5 separate regions of the Mus musculus genome follow, and all the other regions are linked to region 4. The links are chromatin contacts, called in public promoter capture Hi-C maps. All regions are on one chromosome and are shown on one strand. Each heading gives the region's core, a stretch centred on a gene start, on an enhancer-like site or on the middle of the called end of the contact. The rest is flanking DNA. Distances are from core to core; before and after follow the strand shown.

Evidence for each region. Promoter capture Hi-C pulls out the DNA fragments that hold promoters and counts their contacts. Capture Hi-C pulls out chosen DNA fragments and counts their contacts.
Region 1: a promoter capture Hi-C map of adipose tissue shows a contact between it and region 4, with 2.7 times the contacts expected there. The contact joins the promoter of Slc25a14 here to the promoter of Ocrl in region 4. A contact is called at or near these places in 3 of 39 promoter capture datasets (erythroid cells, hippocampal neurons and liver), 1 of 115 datasets of contacts at active chromatin or transcription factors (acute myeloid leukemia) and 1 of 9 other capture datasets (adipose tissue).
Region 2: a contact with region 4 is called in a promoter capture Hi-C map of adipose tissue, with 2.9 times the contacts expected there. The contact joins the promoter of Rbmx2 here to the promoter of Ocrl in region 4. A contact is called at or near these places in 4 of 39 promoter capture datasets (erythroid cells, hematopoietic stem and progenitor cells, liver and 1 more) and 2 of 9 other capture datasets (adipose tissue and liver).
Region 3: a contact with region 4 is called in a promoter capture Hi-C map of adipose tissue, with 2.2 times the contacts expected there. The contact joins the promoter of Zfp280c here to the promoter of Ocrl in region 4. A contact is called at or near these places in 1 of 39 promoter capture datasets (erythroid cells) and 2 of 9 other capture datasets (adipose tissue and liver).
Region 5: a promoter capture Hi-C map of the HPC-7 cell line shows a contact between it and region 4. The contact joins the promoter of Rab33a here to the promoter of Ocrl in region 4. A contact is called at or near these places in 5 of 39 promoter capture datasets (the HPC-7 cell line, cranial neural crest, erythroid cells and 2 more) and 1 of 9 other capture datasets (liver).

What each region holds. Positions count from the first base shown.
Region 1 is chrX:48,622,160-48,625,413 of GRCm38.p6, forward strand. Slc25a14 (solute carrier family 25 (mitochondrial carrier, brain), member 14) reads left to right here and starts at 1,419. Exons shown (of 11, transcript NM_001166450.3): 1 at 1,419-1,669; 2 at 1,803-2,047. The coding sequence starts at 1,973.
Region 2 is chrX:48,693,541-48,697,032 of GRCm38.p6, forward strand. Rbmx2 (RNA binding motif protein, X-linked 2) reads left to right here and starts at 1,464. Exons shown (of 6, transcript NM_173376.3): 1 at 1,464-1,580; 2 at 1,780-1,895. The coding sequence starts at 1,576.
Region 3 is chrX:48,591,296-48,594,581 of GRCm38.p6, forward strand. It overlaps Zfp280c (zinc finger protein 280C), which reads right to left and starts at 1,263. Exons shown (of 19, transcript NM_153532.4): 1 at 378-1,263.
Region 4 is chrX:47,911,060-47,914,256 of GRCm38.p6, forward strand. Ocrl (OCRL, inositol polyphosphate-5-phosphatase) reads left to right here and starts at 1,397. Exons shown (of 24, transcript NM_177215.3): 1 at 1,397-1,632; 2 at 1,910-1,989. The coding sequence starts at 1,594.
Region 5 is chrX:48,517,956-48,521,284 of GRCm38.p6, forward strand. Rab33a (RAB33A, member RAS oncogene family) reads left to right here and starts at 1,330. Exons shown (of 2, transcript NM_011228.2): 1 at 1,330-1,903. The coding sequence starts at 1,646.

The DNA of each region.
Region 1 (3,254 bases), core at 169-2,668, 710 kb after region 4:
CTTGGGAATTGAGTGGTGGGAATTCTCTAGAAGAGCAGCTAGTGCTCTTAACTGCTGAGATGTTTCTCTAGCCTCAGAGGATTCACAAGTTGGAATGCATGAGGTCTTTCTCATCTCTGGATTAATGACATTTCTGACATTAACAGAGAGCTTGGGCTCTGAAGTCAGTCTCAAGGTGAAATCTGAATTCTGCCAGTTATGACAAAACTCTGCTTAACTTTTATGACCTTATTTTTCTTAGTTGTTAGGACGGGAAAATAAGTATATCAACTTTATACTTTATAAGGAAATAGCAAGCAAAAAAAAAAAAAAAGCTCTTGCCATCACAGAACCAACGCTATCTATTATAATGTGTGCTGCTGTAAGAATTTAAGTGAAAAAATGTGAATGAGATGTGGAAGATTCTTTTGGAATAAATGAATTTAAAAATTCATCCATTCAACAAATAATCTCTTAGGACCATAGGCCTTGAAGTCACCTATTTATACTTATGTAAACAACAAACACTTTTATTAACTCTCATGTGATTGTGGAAACTGTGACACGTTAAAAGTAATGGGTGTAGCCTTAATATAGCTAATGGATTCCCCCAGAAGTGTCTAGTTCTCCTCTAATGGCCCTGAGAACTGGGATCCGAAGCTGGCGTTTAAACTTGACTTAGCTGATCGTGAGGTGCGGATTAAGAGCTACACTCTTTCCATTATTTTCTCCAGATTCATTTGTTTTAACTTTTCATGGTGCCCTTTCTGTTTCCAACTTGTTCCCAAGTTTGTCTCTGGGCTTTGAGAACAAGGCATGTTCATAATTTTTCAGCGACTGCTGTCTGACATTCACCAGATAAGGGTTATTTGCTTCCCCCATTTTTATTTCCCTTTCTGACCGTAGGTTCAGTCTCTAAATTCTGCTCAGCTTCTAGTCCTCAGTTGCATCTTAAAAATCTCTCACTTAGAAAAATATTTACTTCGTCTTCTCTCATATATTAACATCCTAACCAGTTTTCCCATCCTCCTCTCAGTCCCCTCTCCCGGATCCATTCCTTTCTCTGTTTCCCTTCGGAAAAGAGCCAGCCTCCCAGGGATATCAACCAAACATGGCATATCAAGATACAATAGGACTAGGCACAAACCTTCATACCAAGGCTTAATGAGGCAACCCACTAAAAAAGGGTTCCAGAAAAAGACAAAAGAGCTTCTTCTCCCACTCGTATCTTAAATCCTTTTACTCCACCTCCCTCCACGTGACGCCCCACCCACCTTCTCTCATTTTTTTAAAAAGGCAAAGCAGAGCCTCTGCTCTGGCTGGTAAATGCAGCGTGGGCGGGTGACAAGGCGCCTCCTCTGCTCTCACTGGTGAGCACCTAAGCTGCACAAGCTACTACACTCCCACGCCTTAGCTCTCTCTCCCGAAGCCTGCAGGAAGGCGGGTGGCTAGCTGCCGACCTTTTTGCACAGGATTCTGGACTCTGGCCTTTTGAATTTAATGGTTTCCTTTCATTCGCGCCTTGCTTTTTCCAGGCTAGGAGTGGGCGGAGTTTAGGATGGCTGCGCCACTGTTGCCGAGGCGACGCCTTGGTTACTTCCGTCGGTTTCAATGCTTCCGGGTTGGCGCTGCGGTGGCGTTTCCTACTGTGGTAGCCTCCGCTTCCCAGTCGTCTGCTGAGCTTGAGCAGGTGAGGGGGATGCTCCTGGACTTCCAGGTTGGGGAGCGGGGCTGGGCCGCGCCAGGCCGCGCGGGGCCGGGTTGGCTTGGTTCCCGGCCTGGGAGGGGCTTAACGGTCCTTTGATCTCTCTCTCTCCCCTCAGCTGAGTCCCTTCCCTGTCTTTCACTCTTCTGGCATCGGTGGCTTTACTTCTTCGATTGAGCTCTGCTTCCTCGACCCCCCGGGAGGCCGCCTCCTTCAGGCGCCTCCCTTCTCTCTACGAACTCGCTCTGACAGCCGAGGAACTGGCAAGATCCTGCACCCAGAGGGTGAATGGGTATCTTTCCCGGAATAATCCTAATTTTTCTAAGGGTGAAGTTTGCAACGGCGGCAGTGATTGTAAGCGGAGTAAGCAACCCCCTCCATTGTATAAGTGTGAGGGATGCTGTTGAAAGATGCTCCCCATCACTTCCTATCCCCCTGTCACTCGTGAGGTTCAGGCATTGAAGGCATCTATTAAAATGCAGTTCAGTTACTTGATTGGGATCACAGCTATTATCAACATGAATTTTGTTTCTCAGACAAGGTAGTAGCAGGGACATTTATAGTTTTCTACCAGTGTGTCCTTGCCCAAACCATAGAGATGCCTAGACTAGAAATTAACTCTTTCCTCCTCTTCATTTATATCATGAAGTGTCTTTTGTCAATGTCTCAACAGTTTAACCTCATTGTCAATTAGCATTCTTTTTTTTTTTTTTTGCCTGCTTCCCACTCTCCTAAGCTATTTTCCTACCTCTTCTGTTTGCAATCCACCGTGCTCGGGGTCCCTAGTAGCTAATTACAATAGGCTATTACCTTAATTCACTTGCCTATTAATAGATCTAGTCTTCCTCCAGCACCTTGTTTCCAAGCCTTCCAGTAGAATCTACCCCTTTTACTTGTTTCAGCCAACAAATTTATTGCTTATTCTGCTCGGGTCCTTCATTTCTGTCTCAGTACAAACCATTGGTGCACATTTCTACATGAGTGTGCGCATTTGCACATCTTACCCCACCTAGATGTCTCCCTTCCCTGCTCCTTTTTTTTATATTAAAGATTTATTTATTTATTATATGTAAGTACCCTGTAGCTATCTTCAGACACTCCAGAAGAGGGCATCAGATCTCATTACGGATGGTTGTGAGCCACCGTGTGGTTGCTGGGATTTGAACTCAGGACCTTCGGAAGAACAGTCAGTGCTCTTACCCGCTGAGCCATCTCGCCAGCCCCTCCTTCCCTGCACCTAACCAGATTCAGTCGGCTCTGTGGAAACCCGGCTTAAGTTCTCTCACTTCCAACAGCTTTTACAAGTTGTTTACACACATGCGATTGTTTTCTGTGCTTCTCTTGATCTCATAGACTGCTCTACGTTTTAACACTTCATTTTTCTCTAACAAAGTATTCAATTTCATCCACCAGATGATTGGGCAGAAAAGATAGGAAGAATGGCAATTACTGTCTTTTGTTAGATTATATTTGTGAATTTATTGGTTTTTTTTTTTTTTTTGTAACAGGGTTTCGCTATATAGATCAGGCTGGCTGCACTCACCGAGATCCACCCATTTTATCTCTCAGG
Region 2 (3,492 bases), core at 214-2,713, 780 kb after region 4:
CTTTAAGGTTTAGAATGCCATATGTAAAGGTGGAGGTATCAGAGCCTTGTTAAAGCTCATTAAGAGAAAGTTACTTCCTCTTGTTAAAAGAATGGATTCTGAGTTCTACCTCTGGCCCTAATGATGGAGACGTAATATTCTGATCAGCCTCAAAAGAGAATATTACATGTTGTCTCTTACCTTAAGAGTTCCATACTGCCTCTAACCACAACATTTGGGAGGCAGAGACAGGTGGATCTCTGTGAATTTCAGGCCAGCCCGCTCTACAAAGTGAATGCCAGGAGAGTCACAAGCTCTATAGTGAGACCACGTCTCAGGGGGAAAAAGAGAGTTCCATGCTTCTGAATTGGTAGAATAAATATTGTGAAAATGGGTATACTTCCAAAATTAATTTGCAGATTTCATGCAACACCTTTCAAAATTCTGATGTATTTCACAGGTTTAGAAAAATAACACAAGAATTGATATGGAACTACAAAAGACAATAGGTAGAAAAGAAATCCCAAGGAATAAGAACAATGCTGATAGCATTATAGGACCTGACCTCAAATTTTACTATAGACCTATAGTCATAAGGACAGCCTGGTATTGCTATAAAAGTAGACATTAATATCAATGAAATAGAATAAGAGAATCCAGAATAAAATGCCAAAGCTATTCCTATTTAATTTTTGACAAAGGAAGCAAAAACATATATTGGGAAAAAAATAACCTACTTAAGAAATATGCTGGAAAAACTGAATTTCTATCTGAAGAAGACAGAAATTATGTGAGTGCAAGTGCCCACAGAGGCCAGAGGAGGATCTTCTGAAGTTGGAGTTGTGAGCCACCTGTTTTGGGTGCAGGTTCTCTGGAAAAAAATCAGCAAATGGTCTTAACCACTGAGCCACCTCTCTAGACCTTCAAGCTAATTTTTTTGAAGCTCAGTTTTTTTCCTCTGTAAAATGGGGATGGTAACTGTATTTCATGGGGTTGTTGGGCGGTCAGCCTGGTCTACAGAGCGAGTTCCAAGACAGCTAAGGCTACACAAGGAAACAAACAAGAGATTGAATGAAAAATGCAAATGGCAGAAAGTGAGCCGCCCCCTGGGAGGCAGAGGTTTAGGGTAGGGGCAGGGTGAGGAGTGCTGGGAGGAGCCAATGGTGTGAGCCTTAGCCTGGGGTTTGAGATCTAACAGAGATAACGTGCATAAATTGTCTCTCATTCACAACCTTTAAGTTCTCTAACTCTTTAGTTGATAGGTACTAGTTTGACAATGCTAATTTTTGCCTGCTTGTTTATACGTGGGCATTTAATTCCGACTGGCAGAGGAACACAGGGTCCCCCCATCGCTCTCCATCAAAAAGGGGGCGGGGACTGACTTGGGAACTGTCCCTCCACAGGAGCGAATGCCTGAGAAAGCACCTTCACCTTACTGCGCAGGCGCCAGGGCTTAGCGGGCCGGAACTTCCGGCGGAAGTTCCGCCTCGCGGGCCCCGTGCTCCAATCTGAGCTGGGTGTTCGGGTCGCGGGAGCGCTTTGGAGCCTCACCCGGAAGCTGTTGTCGTCTGAAGCGAGCCGCGCGAAGATGCGAATATGAAGTAAGGATTCTGTTTCTCTGCGGATAGGGGCGGGAGTGTTCTCCGCGGAAGGGAGAGTGGCTTGAGGATGGCCGCCCAGAAAGGGCGGGGACCGGTCCTCGCCCTCCGGGCCTCCGGGCGGGAGAAGCTCGGTAGGGAGAGGGCGGGCTGGGAGGAAAAGTACTTATCGCACTTACCGGCTTGCCTGCCACCCGCGCAGCCCTCTGACTAAGGTGAAGCTGATCAATGAACTGAATGAGCGAGAGGTTCAACTTGGAGTGGCGGAAAAGGTGTCTTGGCACTCGGAATACAAGCACAGCGCCTGGATCTTTGTTGGTGAGGTCCCCATTTTTCTCCAGCAGTGCCTTTCAGAGTCCGCCCCGTCCCTTCCCCTCCCCTCCCCATCCCTCTCCATCCCTCTCCCCTCCCCTCCCCTCCTCATCCCTCTCCTCTCCTCTCTCCACCCCTTCCCCTCTCCTCCCTATGCCCCCTCCCCCGGTTATTTAGTGCCCCTGGTCATCGCTTCTGAACAAGCTCATCACCTCACACTCTGGAAGCTCCTCTGCTCACAGGTCCACTTTTCAGTTGCCTTCAGCGCTTCTTAGAATTGGTATTTGCCTTTCATTCTATTCAAAACCTTGCTACTTGGCTGCTCAGAGACAGTTCATTCCACAGTCAACCTATCACGATGTCAAAGAAACGGAGGCGCAGACAGGTTACTGGACTTGCTTAAGGTCACATGCTGCAGCACTTCAAAACTGTGGGGCTTGTGCTCTTCGTCACGGTCACATACCGATCGTGTGTGTGTCTGCCCTTCCTCACAATGATTTTTCTCCTCTCCTGGGCTTCTGCTCCTAGTCCTTAGCTGTACCGTGATGTACCTGGTCAGACATTAGCTGGATTTGAAGACATTAAGGCTTGATTCAAAATTAGCTTTACTCCGGCTGAACATTTGAAAGGCCACCTGAAAATGTGACAGGATCAGGGAAAGCTACTTCTGATGAAAAGAATAGAGTCTGGAGTACACCCCTGGCCCTGGGTAGATACCAGGACATTTTCAGGAAACCTACATGTTACATACTAGTGTGCCCCTTCCTTCAGACATAATCCAACAGAGCTTTAAGTCATCTGGCCAGTAGACACCTGTCAGGAAAGCTCAGTCACCGCCAGACACGCTAGGGACACGGGAGGGAAATGATCCCCAGTGCAGGTGGTGCTGATGTCCGCCCTAAGTCTACCTGCTGCTCTGAGGCCTCGCTGAGCCCCACCTCTCCCTTTCTTTCTGTTCTCTGGGTGCTGGCGGAAATCCTGAGCCTGCTTGCCCCTAACACGCTGGGCTTTCTCATCTCACATCTAAATGTTTTCCTGTCCCTTTGCGGCTACTGCTCTGTCCCCATTTTTGTGCACTCCTGCTTGCTCCACCTCCTAATTCTGAAGGCATGGCTGCCAACCCTTCTGTAGCTCCCTCCTCCCTCCTCCTCCCGGTAGCTGGCGAATCTTACACCTTGCCTCCCTATCAGCTCTCCCTCAAATGCTAACACAATGGACCTCAAGCTTGCCCTTTAGTCTGTTTTAGAATTATTTTACCAAGATTAGAGACTGAGAGCCTTTGTAAAAGGGGAACTCTTGAGTCTCTGGGGACAATATTACCTTTCGTGTATTCTCTTTATGTCACAACCAAAATCCCGCAGTTTGCCTTTTGAAGGGATTGTGTTAAGCACTTTATATGCCTCATTTTAGTTTATTTCCATAATACTCCTGTGAGGCAAATATGTTAACGTCCCCTTTTTGCATATGAAGGAGAACATTGAGGAACATGTGAAAGGCTTCCTGTGAACCGCTTAGCACTTTCCTTGATACATCCTAGTTTGCACGTGGGGGGCAGTAACAGTGTATTGAAGTCAGTGTTTATGAAATCTGAGTCTTGTGCTGG
Region 3 (3,286 bases), core at 13-2,512, 680 kb after region 4:
TCTGGCTTTAAACGTGCTGTGATCCTCCTGCTTCTGCCTCCCAACTGCTGAGATCACAGGTATGCACCATCGTGCCTTGATGGTATAAAAAAGGAGTATCATGTCTAAATTGTTATCAAATAGCTGTTGCTGTAACCCTTTTATCTTTATGTCAATTATTAAAGTAAAAGCAATTTGTAGAGAATAAATTTTAAAAGCCTAGAGGTACATTTTTATTCAAGTTACTGGGTTTGTCAAGGCTTCCTAAAGTACTAGTTAATTTAATCTAAAAACCAATTATCGTTCAAAATGTGTGTGTGTGTGTGTGTGTGTGTGTGTGTGTGTGTGTGTGTGTGTGAAAGTCAGAAGACAACCTAAAGGGGTTGTTTCTCTCCTACCATATGGGTCCTTGCGATTGAGCTCAAGTTCTCAGGTTTGGTGGTAGCAATTACATCACCTTCCTGGCTCCAGAAAGACAAAGTCCTCCCTGAAAACAGAAAGAAAAAAATTATTCAGCTATAATTAATATATACAAATTGATCCCTAGTACTTCCAAAAATTCTGTATGGTTCTAAGTGTTCTCCTAGAAAAATAAAATAAGTGGAAGAATAGGAAGGCGTAGAATCCCTTCCCTTCATAAAAAGGTAATGTTAAGTGGCGAAACGCTGGGCTGAAAAGGCCAGCCTATATTGGGAATTTTAGGAAACTGGAGCAAAGGGATTAAATAGGAAAAGCTGAGGTTGGCAGTTCTTCATTATCAGTACTTTTTCCAATGCTCTTCTTCAGCTTTTAAACGTACTTGGATATAGTATTATTCAAATGCTAAAATGTACAAACAATATAACATCTTTAAAAACTGTAGCGACAAGAGGCTGGAGAGATGGCTCAGCACATGTGGCTCTTCCAGAACTCAAGATGCTCTTCCAGAGGTCCTGAGTTCAGTTCCCAGCAACCACATGGTGGCTCATAACCATCTGTAATGGGATCCGATGCCATCTTTTGGCCTGCAGGCATATATGCAGTTCGGATGCTGTATATATAATAAGTATTAAAAAATAGGAAAATGATTTTTTTTAAATGTAGAGATGGGAATTGAGTAACACTTCTTAAAAATTTTAGGCAAACCTCCTTGCTTTTCTTTCTCTGGAACTTCGACATGCCTATAAAATAAATGAGGCATTATTTAATGAATTGAACCTTAGGCAAAAGCTAGAAAGTACTGGCGTATGAACTGGTTTTAAGATGCATTTAACCCTCAAGAAACTGGAGTCCTCCCTCAGGGAGTGGAGAGGTCTGGTGAGGTGGGGGTGGGGGGATGGGGACATTCTCGTGGAGATGGGGGGGAGGAGGTATGGGATGTGGAACCGTAAGATGGTGGACCGGGAGGGGGATAAAATCTGGACTGTAAAAAAAAATTAAATAAATAAGAACTGGTTTTAAGGTGACAGGGATGAAGGCTCTTAGCTGGAATCCTGAGGCAGCAGGATCAGGAGTTCATGGATAGCCTTAGTTACATATCAAATACAAGGCTATATGAGACCCTCTCAAAAACAAACAAATAAACCCAAACAGCAGGAGGTCTGGAGACTGGCTCAGTAAGTAAGGGGGTCTGTTCCCCAAAATGATGATCAGAGATCTACCTGTGGGACCTAGACAGTAGAAAGTGAGAACTTACAACTACCATGTTGTCATCTGACCTTCAAATTGTGAGGACAAACGTGTGTGTGTGTGTGTGTGTGTGTGTGTGTGTGTGTGTGTGTGTGTGTGCGTGCGCACACACACACACACACACACACACACACACACACAGACTCACACACAGGTAATTTTAAAACCACCACAAGTGGCTCTATTTACTGACCACAAAACCTCTTGAAGCTAGTTCTTCATCTCAAAACAGTTCTTTAATACCTTACAACCCTGTAGAGGAGTGGCAGCAAACAAACACTCAATCAAATGTTATCACAATTGCATTTGTATGGCTATTAAAGCAAAGGCACAGATTAGCACCTTCGTAGATACAGTGTTTCTTTTATTTTTATTTATTTATTTATTTTACTTTAAGATGGCTTGAATCACACTGTATCTCTTTTAGGCACCTCACAAATACCTAGGAAACTTTTGTAGCTTAAAACTGGATTTATGTATCAAATACAGTTTTAGAGGAGCTAAAAGGCACTGAAACTGATAATCCAACCCCCAAACAACAAAATCAAAAATTCAAGCTCATAGACTTAGCTGATCCTCTCAAACAAAGAGAGGTCCTTGGATAAAGATCTTCCACATCTGGGAGAAACTGCTTCACTTCACATTGAGACTTCTTCCTAAAAGAATTCAAACTTGAGGAGCATTGAAAGGGACTCCATGTCTGCAGCAGGCTTTCCTCCTCCGAATGAAATGCTTCCCCCGTTGCTTAAAAACGAAAAACCCTGCACAGCTTACTGATGGAAAATCGTGCATCTAAGTCCACGTCTCTCCAGTCTGGGTTTTTTATTTTCTAGAATCTAGACAATAACCCGCGGAGAGAAAGATTTCTGTGACAGAGAAGGGCAGTTCCTTTGGGAAGAATGCCGTGCCCTACTAGCATGGCAAACCCGCTAGCAGTTCTGGGTAAGGGGTAAGGTATAACTTAAGGGCCGCAGGAGCCCGAGGGTGGAAAGTTCGTTCGGCATGCACCATCAGCCTTTCCCAAGACTGAAGAGATCCGCAGCCGGGGGGGGGGGGGGGGGGGGTCCCGTCGCTATCCAATGTACAAAAGAGCCCCAGGGGCTGACTCCAGAAAGCAAAGCCAGAGAGGTCCTGGGGCCCGGACAGCCTCCCAGGCCTTCGGAGGCCAGGCTAGCGCCCAACCCGGGCCCACGCGGCCACCCATGCCCGGTCCAGGCCTGGGAGGCAGCCGCCGGCGATCGCCACAAGCACCCCATGCTCCGCGTTGCCCAGGCGACCTTTCCCTTCCCGGGGCCTGAAACAAGATGGTGGGCCGTGCACCATCGGGCTTCGGGTCCCTACTATCCAGGGCACGGAAGCCTTGGGCTCGCATCGCTGCCGCTTCGCTCACCTTCGAAGCGGGGAGACGCGGGGAGACTTACCCAGACCGCTGCAGGACGTCCGGAGCTCAGAGGAGAAGGAGGAGCAGCGGGAGGAAGAGAAGAAGGAAGGACAGGAGGAGGGGAAAAGAGGGGCGAGGAGAAGGGGTGGAGGCAGAGCGAGAAGGGAGGAGCAAGGAAACGCCGGGTGCCTGCCACTCAAATGGCGGCGGTGGCGCCACAGCGGTGACCACGATCAGAACCCTAGAGACTTCCAAATG
Region 4 (3,197 bases), core at 147-2,646:
GTATAAAAAGCTTACTGTCAAATATCTGGGACTCATTTGTGATCTTTTGGGCTCTAAAGTGCTTGGTTAATCTTACCTCTCCATAGCACACACAGCTTGTCTGGTAAGCTCAGGTTGTCTACCAACTATAAGATATCCTGAAATTAATTTCCCTTTTCATGGTGTGAGATGAAAATCAAATTTTACAATTTTACATGTGGAAAAATCAATATCCCAAGTGTTATTTAGTGAAGAATAGATTCTTCCCTCACTGATAGGAAATGACATATATACTGAGTATTAATCTTCTATAAGCCTGTGGGTGTATTTGAGCGCTATATTCTCCATTCCACTGGTCTGTATTCAAACAACTGAAATAGTAGCACTTTTGGTGGCTTTCAACAGAGAAGAAAAGTTAAAGGAGGGGCTGGAGAGATGTGTCAGCCCTTAAGAGCACTGACTGCTCTTCTGAAGCTCCTGAGTTCAAATCCCAGAACCACATGGTGGCTCACAACCATCTGTAATGAGATCTGATGCCCTCTTCTTGGGTGTCTGAACAAAGCAGCAAGAGGGCTGGGCGAGTGGGGCCGGAGCAGTCTGAAAACAGCTACAGTGTATTTACATATAATAAATAAATAGATCTTAAGAAAGAGAAAAAGAAAGAAAGAAAGAAAGAAAGAAAGAAAGAAAGAAAGAAAGAAAGGAAGGAAGAAAGAAAGAAAGAAGCTAGCTTAAAGGAGAAGTGCAACTAACAGGATTTCTTTGGAGGGAAATTCAGTAACCCAGATGGGATATCATAGTAGAGTGATGGCGGGGGGGGGGGGGTGGGGGGTGGGGAGGAGGAGAGAAGATAAGAGGAAGATAGCTTGTAGCTTTAAATTTCCGGGCTGGTGGCAGAGTGAAAAGGTGAGTTAGTTTTGTCAATGAGAAGTATTTTCACAATGGGCTACACTAAGAGGCCTAGACTCACCCTGTGTGCTTGAACTTTATACACTTGGAAGTCACCTGGAGAGGATGAAAAATGGGAAATAGAAGAACAGAAGGCTGAGCTATGAGTCATTTTCCAATTTAGGGGATAGAAGAAAGAAATGGAAAGAGAAAACACCTTAAACGATGATCAATAGAAGGCTTCATAACCTTCAAAACCTTAAGGATTTGGGGGTGGGAGAATAGTATGCTTGTGGGTCCTATAGGCCCAGTTCAACTGGTGTAGCAGTTTCTTTTCTCTGAGCATCTTCAAAGTCCTCAGATCCCTTCTAGGATGTTGCAGATAGCAATTTGAAGAGGGACCTGCTATGGAGTCCCCAAGTCCTTCGGGTGCCTAGCTGCAGTTCCCCAGGTTGGCCGCAGGGGGCGAAATCTGCGGCGGCCTGGCAGGCGGGCGGGGGCGGGAGGCGCCGCTCTCTCTCTCTGGTCAGTCTCTCTCCTCCCGGCTCTAAAGCTCCCCGGCTGGCTCCCGGGCTCCCGGGTTCCCGGGCTCCCGGGCTTCCAGGCTCCCAGCGCTGGAGCCCTTCCTCTCCGCCTAGGCGAGGCAGGCCGGCGGCAGGCCGCAGGAGGTGGTGTCGTGGAATCCGCTGGCAGTCCGCAGCCCCGCAGAGCCTGGAGGCCGCCCTGATGGAGCCGCGGCTCCCGATTGGAGCTCAGCCCCTGGCAGTATCCGTCTGAGAGAAGGGGGGAAGGGGAAGGGAGGCCGTAAGGGCGTGGGGTGCGGGTTGGGGTGCAGCATGTCCTAGGGCGAGCAGAGTAGGGAAAGGGGACCTGCTCAGGAGTGGACGCTGGGATAGCTGAGGAGAGCTGACGATATGAGTCTGGCCCCGCGTCACCCCAATTTGGCTGCGTTTGCAAAAAAAAAAAAAAAAAAAAAAAAAAAAGAAAAAGAAAAGAAAAGAAAGAAAAAGAAAAATTAGAGATCCTTGACCAGTGCCTGCATATGGTGGCGGGTTTGGAGATGAAGGGTCCCCTCCGGGAACCCTGCGTCCTGACCCTAGCCCGGAGGAATGGGCAGTATGAGTAAGTAATCTGACTCCCACCGAGGAGAGCGCCTTCTTCTATAAACCTCCTTGAGCCTGAAACCGCAGGGAGCCACCCACCTTGGCCAAGAGGGCAACAGGTTCACAGCTAGGTGTGTAGAGTGAGCTGCCTGAGCCAGGGCCTCCCACCCCCAACTTCTAAGCTACTAGATAACTCCTGGGCCCTGTGGCTCAGTGGATGGACTCAATGGACAGGAAAGCAGGAAGCCTGGGTTCTTAGTTCCTTCACCCTGTCTGTAACTGACATGCGTTGTGTAACCCAAGTTAATCAAGCTTTCTGAGCCTTGGTTTCCTCTTGAGTTGAATAAAACCATAAACTGTCTTATGGCTATTGGAGATAAAACTGGGGGACCACCCAGGCAAAAGTGGCTTACAAGTAAAAGTGCAATGGAAATGCTATGTTGCTAATGTTACAGACATGTCTTTTTTCCCATTCAACTGGTTCTTCCTGTCCCCAGATCCTCTTTTTTTTTTCCGTTTGCTTGAAGGCAAATGCATTAATTCACTAATGTGTTGGCGCAGGGCAGCCACTGTCGCACTGGACCGGACTATTTGGAAAGCAAAGTTAATGAAATGTGTAGAAACAGAATGGCATTTGACATTTTTCTCAGTGCATGTCACCTCCAACTCTTCCTGGGATGATGGCAGCTCAGTAAATACAGATGACTGATTGAGCAGATGATTATTTTCATAAGCAGTCACCACAGCTGCTAACCTTGCCCCCTTGCCACTAATACTTCATCTTTAAAGTTTCCACGGTGACCGTTTCATATCACAGTGCCCTATCGCTGTATATGTGCAAGCTACTTCCCTTGGTTCACTGGTTTCTGGGAATAGATTTTTCCCCCCAGTTTAACAGGTATTGATCACTTAGTTCCTACCATCTCTTAACACTGGATTCTGCATGAAAAAGTGTCTTGGACTCTACTTTTAAATCCTTGGTCCCAGGCTGTCTAATTCACAAAGAAGGAAAGTCCCACTAGCCTGGCCTGAACGTAGCTGCAGCTATGGGTGCTATTATAACTGATTATCATCTAGGTCCATGAAGTAGCTCGTCCCTAGATCCTGCTTGGTTGGTCCTGTTGATGTAAGAAATTCATGTTATTTTCCGTAGACTTGATAAAATCCAGGAAGACTAGTTTAGTAAGAGTACATTCAATAGAATAGTGAATTAAAAGGTGCAATTCC
Region 5 (3,329 bases), core at 80-2,579, 610 kb after region 4:
CTGGCTCCCCTGACTTTGATGACATTAGCAATATCTCATATGTTGATGCTAATGGTATATGTCTGTGATACCTTAGCCTATGAAATATAAGGGAGATGAGCAAATTCCTAAAACAAACATAAAATGGGTACTCATTGTTGTATGCAAATCGTACCTAAGTTGACTTCATACAGATGTTAAACCTGAAAGTCACTTTTGGGAGATGGAATATGGGTCTTGACCAAGTTGTGTGATGGTTAGTAAGCCTTGGGAAGCTACCCTCTGAAATCGTAAAAAAGTTGTATTCATTTATCATCTTCCAAGCATAATCTAGGCTTCTGACAAATTAGACCCAACCACTATATTCTACATTCACTTGCAGGGGGTGGGTGGACCCTCCTTGGGATTCCAATTCCCCTTCAAACTCTGCCAATCTGAAACACCGTATGGCTTTGTGAAGGGCTCAGTGTATCAGGAATCATGGGGTTTATGCCGTGTCCTAAGTGCCCTCACCTGGGCCTGTAATGGTTAGCCACAGAAACAAAGTCCCCCTTTGCTGGAACTGTCCCCACTAGTTCCCCCTCCTCCTAGCCTCTGTATGGCCCTCTCCCGCGGCGGGCCTTCCTCATTGGCCAGCCAAACACAACCGACTGTGGCAGCCAATGGGAACCACCCTCCTGAACATTCAGAGGGTGGGTGCTCGTGGTGTGATGAGGGGAGGTTGGCGCCTGGTACGAGCCCCCCTACATCTGGCAAGTCTTTGACAGAAACAGTAACACCCCCTACACACTCACGCCCGTGCCCCGTGTCTGCCTCCTTTCAGCTGCGTGGGGGCCCTCCACAAGCCACTGCGTTCACTGGTGTCCTGGCAGTGTCCTCCCCAATTCCTTGGGCACCAAAGAGTGCACCTGCTTACTCAGTAAGACTGAATACCTCCTTTTCCTAAGACTTGGTGGGGGGAGGCAGGGAACCACAGTGGCGCAGCTGTCAGTGGCTGTGGAGGTGTGAACAAGGTATCTCAGATCCCGACCCCTTAATGCTGCACCGGACTCGAAACTCTCCTGCGATGCCTTAGGGTACAGCGCTCTTTGTCTTCCCCAGCTGTGCTCACTGCCCACCGAGCCTATGCGCTCAAAGTAGGGGTGGGAAGCCTGAAACCCACCACAGAACTGGGGACAAGAAGAGAAGGCTCGCCTGAGGCGCTGTGTTCCACACTCCTCATCCCTTCCCTGTTGTGCTTAGGCTTTCTCCCTCCAGTGTGTCCCTGGGGTCCAGAAGGGGAGGGTCTAAGCAAAGGCGCGGCACAGCCTGAGCCTGCAGTCCCAGAGCTCACACACCGGCAGAAGGAGACCTCTCAAGGCTGGCCCAGTCTCCATTTCTTCTCTCTCAAGCTTTTGTGTCTGTGCCTTTGAGCTGAAAGGAGGGTGCACTAGGAAAGGAGGAGGGGTGCCTGGGGTGAGAGCACCCTCTTCACGCGCGCGCGCACACACACGTTGCCGGCGCACGCACACACGGGCGGACACACACTTCCAGACGCGCGTGCGAGCACACACACATACACACACACACACGCACAAAGCTCTCTCGCTTTGAGCGCACTAACGTGGCCGCTTTCTTTGTGTGGAGCCCTCGAGTGGGGTTGGGACCCGGGTCCTGTCCCGGGGAGATGGCACAGCCCATCCTGGGCCATGGGAGCCTGCAGCCCGCCTCAGCTGCTGGCTTGGCATCCTTGGAGCTCGACTCATCGATGGACCAGTACGTGCAGATTCGCATTTTCAAAATCATCGTGATTGGGGATTCCAACGTGGGCAAGACCTGCCTGACCTTCCGCTTCTGCGGGGGTACTTTCCCAGACAAGACTGAGGCCACTATCGGTGTGGACTTCAGGGAGAAGACCGTGGAAATCGAGGGCGAGAAGATCAAGGTGATCCTGCTGGTCAGGTCCGGGCAGGGAGGAACCTGGGAGGGGGTTTCCGCCTGAGGTATATTGCTAGTGATAATAAATGACTAGCTTTGGCTGTGTCGCCACCTGCCGAGCTCAAGACCCTGGGCACATCCACAACCCTTTTAGCTTCTTTCAGGGGCCCATCCCCACCTAACCCAAATTTTCTGGCAAGCCAGGGTGGTTGCATTCTTACCCTTTGCCCCTACCTGACAGCTTTGGCCGGGAAAAGCAGGTTTGAAATTGTTCTCAATCCTAAACGGGAGAGACACCCCTGAACACAGAAAGGCCTGAGACATCTCTGGTCCTAGTTTTGTGGGATGGATCTCAAAGCACTTTACACATTTTGAGGTCCTTTCTACCTCTTGGGTGCCAATAGGCTGCAAAAAAGAAAAAAAAAAGTCATCCTGGCTAAGCCCTGTGACATTAGAGAGGTTGGGAATAAATGGAGCAAGAACACGGCTTTATTTTAGAATGCAGTTTATACTTGTGAGTAGAGCTGACTTGAGATGGAGGTGGCATGGAGCATGGTTATGTCACAAAGCCCTTTTAAAGGCTGAGACACAGTCACCTGCTGGCTCTTCATAATCTCCCAAAACTTGTTCTTTGGGGGCAGTCCCTCCCAGATGCTTGCTGCTTTAGATCGGTTTGGATGAAGCTGGTGAATGAAGAGCCCATTACTCATTCTACTGGCATTGTCTTCAGAAGGCTTGTTGGGAAACACACAACAACTTCTCTGAGGGTCAGGGGGAAGTGCCTTGACATAGTTTACTAAATAGGCCAAGTACAAATATTTTTGTATGTTCATTTAGTGTAGCGAAAGTAGAAACTCGGTAAGACAGGGTATGTCAGTGTGTTGGGAGGGGGTAGCAGGAAGCGGGGTATGGCAAGGACAGCTTTGTGTGTCATAGAAAGCTTGTAAGAAGACACCGGGGTTACTAAACACCAAGTCCTCTAGACTCATAGCTGGCCTTTGCTTGAGCAGGACCCCCGGGGAAGTCAGAGATGAAGGTAAACTTGTTGGTCAAACAGCTGAAGGAGACACATGCCCTGTCCTGTGTTCTGAGTGACACAGAGTGAAGGACTGGTGAACTGGAGAGAATGACAAAACACCCCAAATTGTGCAAGATTTCTTGGTGATCAAAATGATTGCATTTTAAAATGACTTCAGCAAACAAGCCAAAGCACTGTGCTTTAGGAAGATGGGTGGAGAGAGAAGGAGAGATTCTGGGTCTGGGAGATAATAGATTCTTTTGAACTTCTGATCTATTTTAGCTCTTTCCAATCTGAGGCGACAGGGATGGCCTTTTAAAGCCAATGCGGGGATCTGTCTTTTTTCTTTTTCAAGGACTCTTCATGTTGAATGTTTGCACAGGTCAGGGCTTCTTCCTTGACGGTGCCTAGTTTC